2 separate regions of the Mus musculus genome follow, and region 1 is linked to region 2. Evidence: chromatin contacts called from public HiChIP or PLAC-seq data. All regions are on one chromosome and are shown on one strand. The core of a region is the stretch at or near the end of the contact, and the rest is flanking DNA. Distances in the headings are between cores, read along the strand shown. Region 1 has its middle 25 kb from the start of Thrap3. Region 2 holds the start of Lsm10 (U7 snRNP-specific Sm-like protein LSM10).

Region 1 (4,547 bases), core at 285-2,784, 130 kb after region 2:
AGCAACATTTATTTTTATATATGTTCTTTTCTATAAAATATTTGTGTGTGTTTATGTGTATACTCCTGAGGACGCCAGAGGTGTCCTGTAGAGCCAGACTTACTAGCAATAATGAGGTGGTTTGTTTTTTTTTTTTTAGTTTTTTTTTTTTAAGAGTTATTTATTTATTATATGTAAATACACTGTAGCTGTCTTCAGATGCACCAGAAGAGGGCATCAGATCCCATTACAGATGGTTATGAGCCACTATGTGGTTGCTGGGACTTGACCTCAGGACCTCTGGAAGAGCAGTCAGTGCTCTTAACCACTGAGCCATCTCTCCAGTCCAAGGTGGTTTTTTAAAAATATAATTTATTGGGCTGGAGAGATGGCTCAGCAGTTAAGAGCACTGACTGCTTTTCCAGAGGTCCTGAGTTCAATTCCCAGCAACCACATAGTGGCTCATAACCATCTGTAATGGGATCTGATGCCCTCTTCTGGTGTGTCTGAAGACAGCTACAGTGTATTTACATATAATAAATAAGTCTTAAAAATATATATATATATAATTTATTTTTATGTTCATTGGTGTTTTGCCTGCATATATGTCTGTGTAAGGGTGTCAGAAGCCCTGAAAGTGGAGTTACAGACAGTTGTAAGCTGTCATGTGGGTGCTGGGAATTGAACCCAGGTACTCTGAAAGAGCAGCCCATGGTTTTAACCACTGAGTCACCTCTCCAGCCCCTTGTGTGTGTTCTCAAGTATTCACAAATCATATACTTTTAGCACCCACACCCAGGGCTGACTTTGCCGGGGATCTTATCCTTGGGAGGTACCTCCTAGCTCTTTTGGATCTGTCCTGAAAACTGTGGACCAGAACTGGCTGGCTGGAGCTGCCCCCAGGAAACAGTCAAGCCATCACCCAAGGTACAGGCCTAGAACCTTGTAATTTGGGAAGTAAAGGTGGTAGGATCGCCTTCTTGGGCTCCAATAGGAGGCCTCCCGTGACAATCTCCTCTCTCGAATCTGCATAACTATTTTTCTTTTCCATCCTAGAATACTTCTTGCCCAGGTCTGCCACTGGTGCTACAATAACAGGTTCACGCTCAATGCCCTAGTCAATTGGGACATCATAGTATGTCTGCCCCAAAGCAGAGTGATTTCGGGAACGGTGGGGAATACAGAGGGGTTGAGGATGTCATGATCTCCAAAGCCGAGGACAGGCTTCATGACTAACAAGGACACACGCGGTCCAGGAGGGCCTTGAACTCACTCGAGCAGCAGAGGCTCATCTTGCACCCTTTACTTCCCAAATTACGAGGTTGAAGGCGTGTACCATCACACTCAGACTGACTGTCAACATTTCTATATGTTAGATCAACGATACGATGGCTTCATTCCATCACAAAGCCCCAATCTGCAGGTGAGGAAATAGAAGCCAACAAAATCAGGGTACCAGTCTAAAATATCCTGGCAAAAAGCTGGGAGCCAGTGTCAATTCTTCCATCTGTACATGCTCATTTGACCACCAGGGGGAGACAGATGCCCGTTAATGGAGAGGTCGGGGTATCCGGCAAGGGGTTAGTCACCGCGAATGCTCTTTTGAGAGCGTCTCAGGGGACTAGCGAGCCTAGGGTATCTTGGTACAGAAAGAGTGTGTAGGGGTTGAGGGAGGTGTTGTAAGAGAGCCAGGGTTCAGGAACGTTGGCGGCTGGAGGAGGAGCCAAGAACGTTTTGTGGCCTCCTGGCTCTGCCTTTTCTGACCCTGTTGGGAAAAGGGCAGCATTAGGGAAAAGGAGGTTTCTCTGGATGGGGTGGGCCCCTGCCTCCACCTCCCATCTCCTCAGAGACGCTCGGAGTCTTGAATAGACCGGACATTCCTAAGTTTTCTGGCAAGGAAACCAGGAAATCAGACCTTGAGCCAGCCTCCTTTCAGGTCCAGCCAGTTCATTGGAAGCAGCCTTTGCCCCAGGACTTCCCGGAAAAGGCCCACTGTGCCAGGGGAGCCACCCTCGGGCTTCTGCCGCAGATGCCTCTAAGATGTACCGCTGCGCTGCCCACTCTCCCTGGCTATGGGTTAAACCCATCTCCTGAGCTCAAGTTCTGTACAGTTCTCTGTGTGACACTTCTGTGGGTCTCCTTAAGTCCTTTCCACCGTTCCTTGTACACGAATACCAGTGTCTGTGGGATTGGATTGGACCTAGAAGGTTTGGAATTGTCGTTGTCGTTGATCCTTTTTCCATTTCCCATGACCAATGAGCTTTTCTGTGTACTCTGTCCATCTCTTGGTTTCCACCACGCAGTGAGCCAAGTCCCCAGCATCTCGTCACTAGGACCCATTTCTACAGCAAGTTCCACTGCCACTCTTCCTTCAATACCTTTTCCAGGTGACAGTCGTGATAACCTGGTTACATCCCCTACCTGATGAACCTGTCCCAGTAGCTCCCTTACCGCTCCTTTTATTAAATAAGTTATTGTTATTTGTGTGTGCGTTGGGGGTGGGGAGACACACATGGGGAAGTCAGTTGCAACTTTGTAGAGTCTATTCTTTCCCTGTACTTTTAGAGGGGTTCCTGGGTTCACTGATGAGTCATCTTGCTGTCCCCACCTCCTGGGGTTTTGTTTATTACTTTTTTGGTTCTTTAAACAGAGTCTCACTGAATAGTCAGAGCTGGTCTCAAGTTCGCAATTCTTCTGCCTGAATGACTAGTGCTGGGATTGTGGGATCACGGGTATGAACCACCCCACGGTGCTTCCAGTGTGCTTGCAATAAACATTAGATTCCTCGGTGGCAGGGTTCCTGAATGAGCTGGCCCTTCCTATCTCTGTGAGACCCAACCCCCCTCATTTTCTATGGTTCATCTACCCCGGCCCCATTCACTACAGGCCTTTGTAGAGTTGCCTCTACCTGAAACCCCAAACCTTTGCACTAGGAACTCTTGGGGATCTCAGCTCCAGCTCCTTTCTCAGGGATGCCCTGCTTCATCTCCATGACTGGGGTCAGATCTCTTACTCGTTTTTCTAATGCCACACACTTAGCTGCTTCAGGGCTATCAAGGCTGTAATTATGTATTTGTTTGAAATACTGCTTAGTTATTAATGGACCTCTATTAAGGACTACATCAAGTTTTGCCCACTTAAAAACAATCTCCGGGGCAGGTGAGGTGGCTGGGTAGACAAAATGGTGGGGTCCAAACTTAAATGTTTGCAAGATGGGTACTTTGCCAACAGCACCATCTCCCCAGCTCAGTGTATCTGGTTTATTTGGTTTGGTTTTTCCAGACAGGGTTTCTCTGTGCCTTGGCTGTCCTGGAACCCAATTTGTAGACCAGGCTGGCCTTGGATGCATAGAGATCAACCTGTCTCTCCATCCCGACTAAAGATGTGTGCCACCACTGCCCAGTTGCTTTGAGTTTTTTTTAATTTTTTTCCCCAGACATGGTTTTACTGTGTAGCTGTAGTTGGCCGGACTCCCTCTGTAGACCAGGCTAGTCTTGAATTCAGAGGTCCACCTGCTCTGCCTCTGAGTGCTAGAATTAAAGCACACTGGTCCAATAACTTGTTCCTTCAACAATTGACTATATTGGTTACCCACTTTCTCTTCTTCTCCTTTTTTTTTTTTAAGATTTATTTATTTAACACACACACACTGTAGGCTGTACAGATGGTAATGAGCCATCATGTGGTTGCTGGGATTTGAACTCAGGACCTTCTGAAGAGCAGTCAGTGCTCTTAACTGCTGAGCCATTTCTCCAGCCCCCACCCATTTTCTTTTCATCCAGGTCAGGTCTGTGACATTTTTTTTTGTCTGAACCTTGGTGACCCCTTCTTGCCTCCTGGTGTATAATCAACCCCTATTGAGCAGTTTCCCCCCAGAAGTCCAAGAGTATTCTAATGAATCTCTAATCTTATGTCACCATCCCTACTTAACAGCCTTCAGTGGTTCCTGAGTCCTGAGAATAAAAACCTAAGTTTGTAAGCATAGCTTTCCAAGGCCTTACCTATGTGGTTCCCCTCATAGCAAGCGCCTTTTTTTTTTTTTTTTTTTTTTTTTTGAGACAGGGTTTCTCTGTGTAGCCCTGGCTGTCCTGGAACTCACTTTGTAGACCAGGCTGGCCTCGAACTCAGAAATCCGCCTGCCTCTGCCTCCCGAGTGCTGGGATTAAAGGCGTGCGCCACCACGCCCGGCTGCAAGCTCCTTCTTAAGAATTGGGTCTAACTCAACAAATAGAGAGTGCCTCTTCTGCTGGGCAGTGGGTACTGCTTTCATCGGAAAACCCCAGACCGCGTCCATCATGTTTATGCACATATGGATACAGGCACGTAGCTGTTTCCCACACAGCCCTTTGCTTGCCTAGAGAGCCATCTTTCTCCTTTCCACCTTGCTGACCTTGCCAGTCAACACCCAGCCCCCCAGGTGAAAGCCACCTGGCCTAGCTTGCTAACCTGCTGGACTCCTGGGGCACACCCTGCTGCTCCGAGCTCTCACAGCACTGACCCCACGTTGTACTTTCATATTTGTTTGTGTGGTCTGATTAATGTCCACCTCCTGCCGTTTCAGGAAGCTC
Region 2 (3,977 bases), core at 672-3,171:
GATCTGTCTTATATTTGGGAACCCCATGAATAAGCTTTATCCTCCTCTCAAAACTCATTAAGTTGGGCAGTAGTGGTACATGCCTTTAATCCCATCACTTGGGAGGCAGAGGCAGGTGGATTTCTGAGTTTGAGGCCAGCCTGGTCTACAGAGTGAGTTCCAGGACAGCCAAGGCTACACAGAGAAACCTTGTCTTGAAAAACCAAAAACCAACCAACCAAACAAACAAACAAAAAACTCATTATTTTGGTGGTTGGCTTAACGAACAGTGAGCAAAGCAGGCTTTAGTAACAATCTGACCAGATAGAAGTATGACCTATGCACAGCGTCTCAGTATTTGGAAGGCAGAAGGCAGAGGATCAGGCTCAAGGTCCTTCAGGGCATAGTGAATTCAAAACAGAATGGGCTACAGGAGACCCAACTACAAAACAAAAATCAAACATAAGCATTTTAAAAAGTGTTACGCCGGGCATGGCACGCCTTTAATCCCAGCACTCGGGAGGCAGAGGCAGGTGGATTTCTGAGACAGGGTTTCTCTGTATAGCCCTGGCTGTCCTGGAACTCACTTTGTAGACCAGGCTGGCCTCGAACTCAGAAATCCACCTGCCTCTGCCTCCCAAGTGCTGGGATTAAAGGCGTGGGCCACCATGCACTGCTTGATTTTTTTTGTTTGTTTGTTTGTTTCTTTTGGTTTTGGTTTTTCGAGACAGGGTTTCTCTGTGTAGTCCTGACTGTCCTGGAACTCACTCTGTAGACCAGGCTGGCCTTGAACTCAGAAATCTGCCTGTCACTGCCTCCCACGTGCTGGGGTTAAAGGCATGTGCCACCACTGCCCGGCTCGATTTTATTTATTTATTTATTTATTTATTTATTTTTGTTTTTTTGAGGCAGAGTTTCTCTGTGTAGCCCTGGCTGTCCTGGAACTCACTGTGTAGAACAGGCTGGCCTCAAACTCAGAAATCCGCCTGCCTCTGCCTCCCGAGTGCTGGGATTAAAGGCGTGGGCCACCATGCCCTGCTCAATTTTATTTTTAATTGTTAATTAGTTACAAGCAGTTGTGAGCTGGGAACCAAATGTAGGTCTTCTGCAATAGTATGCGGACTTAATTGCTAAAGTTTAGCAGTTAAATCTTCTCTCCATAGCCCTGTGTTTTCCTCTTTGAGACAAGGTAGCTATGTAGGCCTTGCTGTCCTTGAACTCTCTCCATAGACCAGGCTGTCCTCCAACTGAGATCCACCTGCCTCTGTCTCTGGAGTTGCTGGAATTAAGGAGTTTGCCACCACGTTTGGGCCACATTTCCGTAATTTTTTTTTTTTTTTAAAGATTTATTTATTTATTACATGTAAGTACACTGTAGCTGTCTTCAGACACACCAGAAGAGGGCGTCAGATCTCGTTACAGATGGTTGTGAGCCACCATGTGGTTGCTGGGATTTGAACTCTGGACCTTCCGAAGAGCAGTCGGGTGCTCTTACCCACTGAGCCATCTAACCAGCCCCTCATTTCCGTAATTTTAATCAGATGAAGGAATTAAGGAGTTTGCCACCACGTTTGGGCCACATTTCCGTAATTTTAATCAGATGAAGGACGTTGTGTTTTTCTTTCTTTCTTTCTTTCTTTCTTTCTTTCTTTCTTTCTTTCTTTCTTTCTTTCTTTCTTTCTTTCTTTCTTTCTTTATTTATTTATTTATTTATTTAACAGAAGCTCTCTCCCACTTAACGCCATGAGCTCAGCAGGACATTAGGGAGACACAGCTCCAAGCCGGAGCCTACAAAGGTGGGAAACTAGACAGAGAAGAGAATTGGGCGTGTGGCGCGCGGCCTCCTGGGACTTGTAGTCCGCATCCTGCGAGGCGCATGCTCTGATGCTCTGGGTCTTCCGCGGTTGCCATGGCTTCTCTGAGCCTCGGTGGGTGGTGCCCCTAGACACGGGCGGGTTTTGGAGGCGTAGCGCGCGGAAGGCGGAAGGCATCACGCGGTGGGTAGGGCAGTCGAGAGTGGGGACTAGGGCGCGCTGGGACCCGTCCTCTTCCCCTGGCGCACTGGCTGCGGACTTTTCTTCCCAAACCCCTTACGCGCGGTGAGGAGAGGGGCGCACTCGGCACCCGGCTTTCCCGGGTGGGACTAATGAGCTTGACCGCTAGTGGCAAATCCCAGGCCTCCGGTCCTGGAAGCAGCAGAGTCTGGGCCTGCCTGAAGGTCTCAAAGACTATCCTTTTGGATTTTGTTTTAAGACAGAGTGTAGTTCTGTATGCCAGACTGGTCTGTAACTCGGAGATCCACCTGCCTCGGCCTCCTGAGTGCTGGGTTTAAATGCATGCATCTTGGCTAGGTTTGGCTTGTTTTGTCTTGAAACATTCCACTATCCAGGTTGACTTGGAGCTCACGATGTAGTTTAGGCCGGTTTGGCATTTGAGGTGCTCCTACTGCTTCAGACTTTAAAGTGATGGTATTATAAGTGTGCGCCATCATGCTTGGCTAGATTACATAGTAACAAGCGCCTGGCAGAAGGACATACATAAACTACAATTTGCAGTAGTCGTTCTCAAACTGACTGGCACATTAAAATTCTGGGGGGCTTTTTGTTTAAAAAAAAAGTATAAACTGAGCATAGTGGCACACACCTTTAATCCCAACACTGGAGAGGCAGAGGCAGGAGGATCTCGATGAGTTTAAGGCCAGCCTGGTCTACATAGAGAGTTCAGGACAGCCAGGGCTACATAGAGAAACCCTGTCTCAAAATAATGTAAAAATAGGATACCTTGCAGGATGTGGTAACACACATCCTGAATCCCCAGCACTTGTGAGGAAGAGACAGGTGGATCTCTGTGAGTTCCAGGCCACACTTGTTTACATTTTAAGTTCCAGGCTACTCAGGAAGATATAGGAAGACCCTGTCTTTAAAAACAACAACAACAAAACAATCTGGGCCTGTCCTCTCCAGGCAAATGAATCTAGATCTCTGGGATGTGTGGGACGTGAAAGCCAGGCAAAGGTTTCCCCGGGTGTATCCAGTGCAGGGAGGCATCTGGACCACTAGTGTGGAGTTTCAGGGCTTGGTAAAGGTGAGTGACTCTATCTGTGTGCTCCTGCCCACAGTGAGCAGCCAGCCAATGTGGAACAATGGCACTGAGCCACTCGGTGAAGGAGCGAACTATTTCTGAGAACAGCCTGATCATCCTGTTGCAGGGCCTCCAAGGCCAAATAACCACTGTGGACCTTCGGGATGAGAGTGTGGCCCGAGGACGCATTGACAACGTGGATGCTTTCATGAATATCCGCCTGGCCAATGTCACCTATACCGACCGCTGGGGACATCAGGTTGAGTTGGATGACCTTTTTGTGACCGGTCGTAACGTCCGATACGTCCATATCCCAGATGGTGTGGACATCACTGCTACTATTGAGCAGCAGCTGCAGATCATCCACCGTGTGCGCAACTTTGGTGGCAAGGGTCAAGGTCGTCGAGAGTTCCCCTCCAAAAGGCCATGAGACTGTGTCCTCGTTAAAGTTCCAGCACCACCTCAGGGACCTCCGGTGTTCTGAGCCAACTCCCGGCCATCCTTCCCCACCAGTAACAGACATGTCACAGCGGCCTTTCGTAGGGTTCCAGTTTTCAGACACACCCTGGGACCCAGAATTCCTTCTGCTGGTGGCCTTGGGGTAGGTGACAATCCCTCTTTTGGATCATTTGTATCTCAAATCTCCATTCACTGATTGGACCCCGTCCATCAAGGAGTCGTCAACTCTGGCTGTGAGGAGTACTGCGAGTGTTTGGAGTGAATCACCTCTAACGTCCCGTTTCTTTTTGGCATTTGTTTCTTTTTCTCATAAAACCAAACTTGGATACACACACGTCTGTGCCTGATGCCCTGCCTGGTATATACTGGGCTTTTGGCTCCTGTGTAGGAGCAGAGTGCAGGTCTCAAGTTGCGGGGGTTACACCAGGATTTACTTGGTCTAGAATGTGGCCCTGTTT

What was found. HiChIP or PLAC-seq counts read pairs in DNA pulled down with a chosen protein or histone mark.
Region 1: a CTCF HiChIP or PLAC-seq map of the NIH/3T3 cell line shows a contact between it and region 2, with 11 read pairs. The contact joins the enhancer-like site here to the promoter of Lsm10 in region 2. A contact is called at or near these places in 1 of 39 promoter capture datasets (neural stem cells), 1 of 15 datasets of contacts at CTCF or cohesin (the NIH/3T3 cell line), 11 of 484 Hi-C or Micro-C datasets (the G1E-ER4 cell line, cardiomyocytes, cerebral cortex and 8 more), 4 of 115 datasets of contacts at active chromatin or transcription factors (the SCID.adh cell line, craniofacial prominence, embryonic hindbrain and 1 more) and 3 of 9 other capture datasets (adipose tissue, liver and pancreatic islet).

The regions. Positions count from the first base shown.
Region 1 is chr4:126,225,642-126,230,188 of GRCm38.p6, forward strand. No RefSeq gene overlaps it. Among named protein-coding and RNA genes, the nearest start is that of Thrap3, 25 kb to the left of the region's middle. Within about 2 kb of position 1,535, at least 195 of the 459 cell types and tissues checked have an H3K27ac peak or open chromatin away from gene starts, as enhancers often do. A contact at or near this core is called in the G1E-ER4 cell line, the NIH/3T3 cell line, the SCID.adh cell line and 10 more, where this site is marked.
Region 2 is chr4:126,094,732-126,098,708 of GRCm38.p6, forward strand. It overlaps Lsm10 (U7 snRNP-specific Sm-like protein LSM10), which reads left to right and starts at 1,922. Exons shown (of 2, transcript NM_138721.2): 1 at 1,922-2,078; 2 at 3,098-3,853. The coding sequence starts at 3,122. The coding sequence ends at 3,490.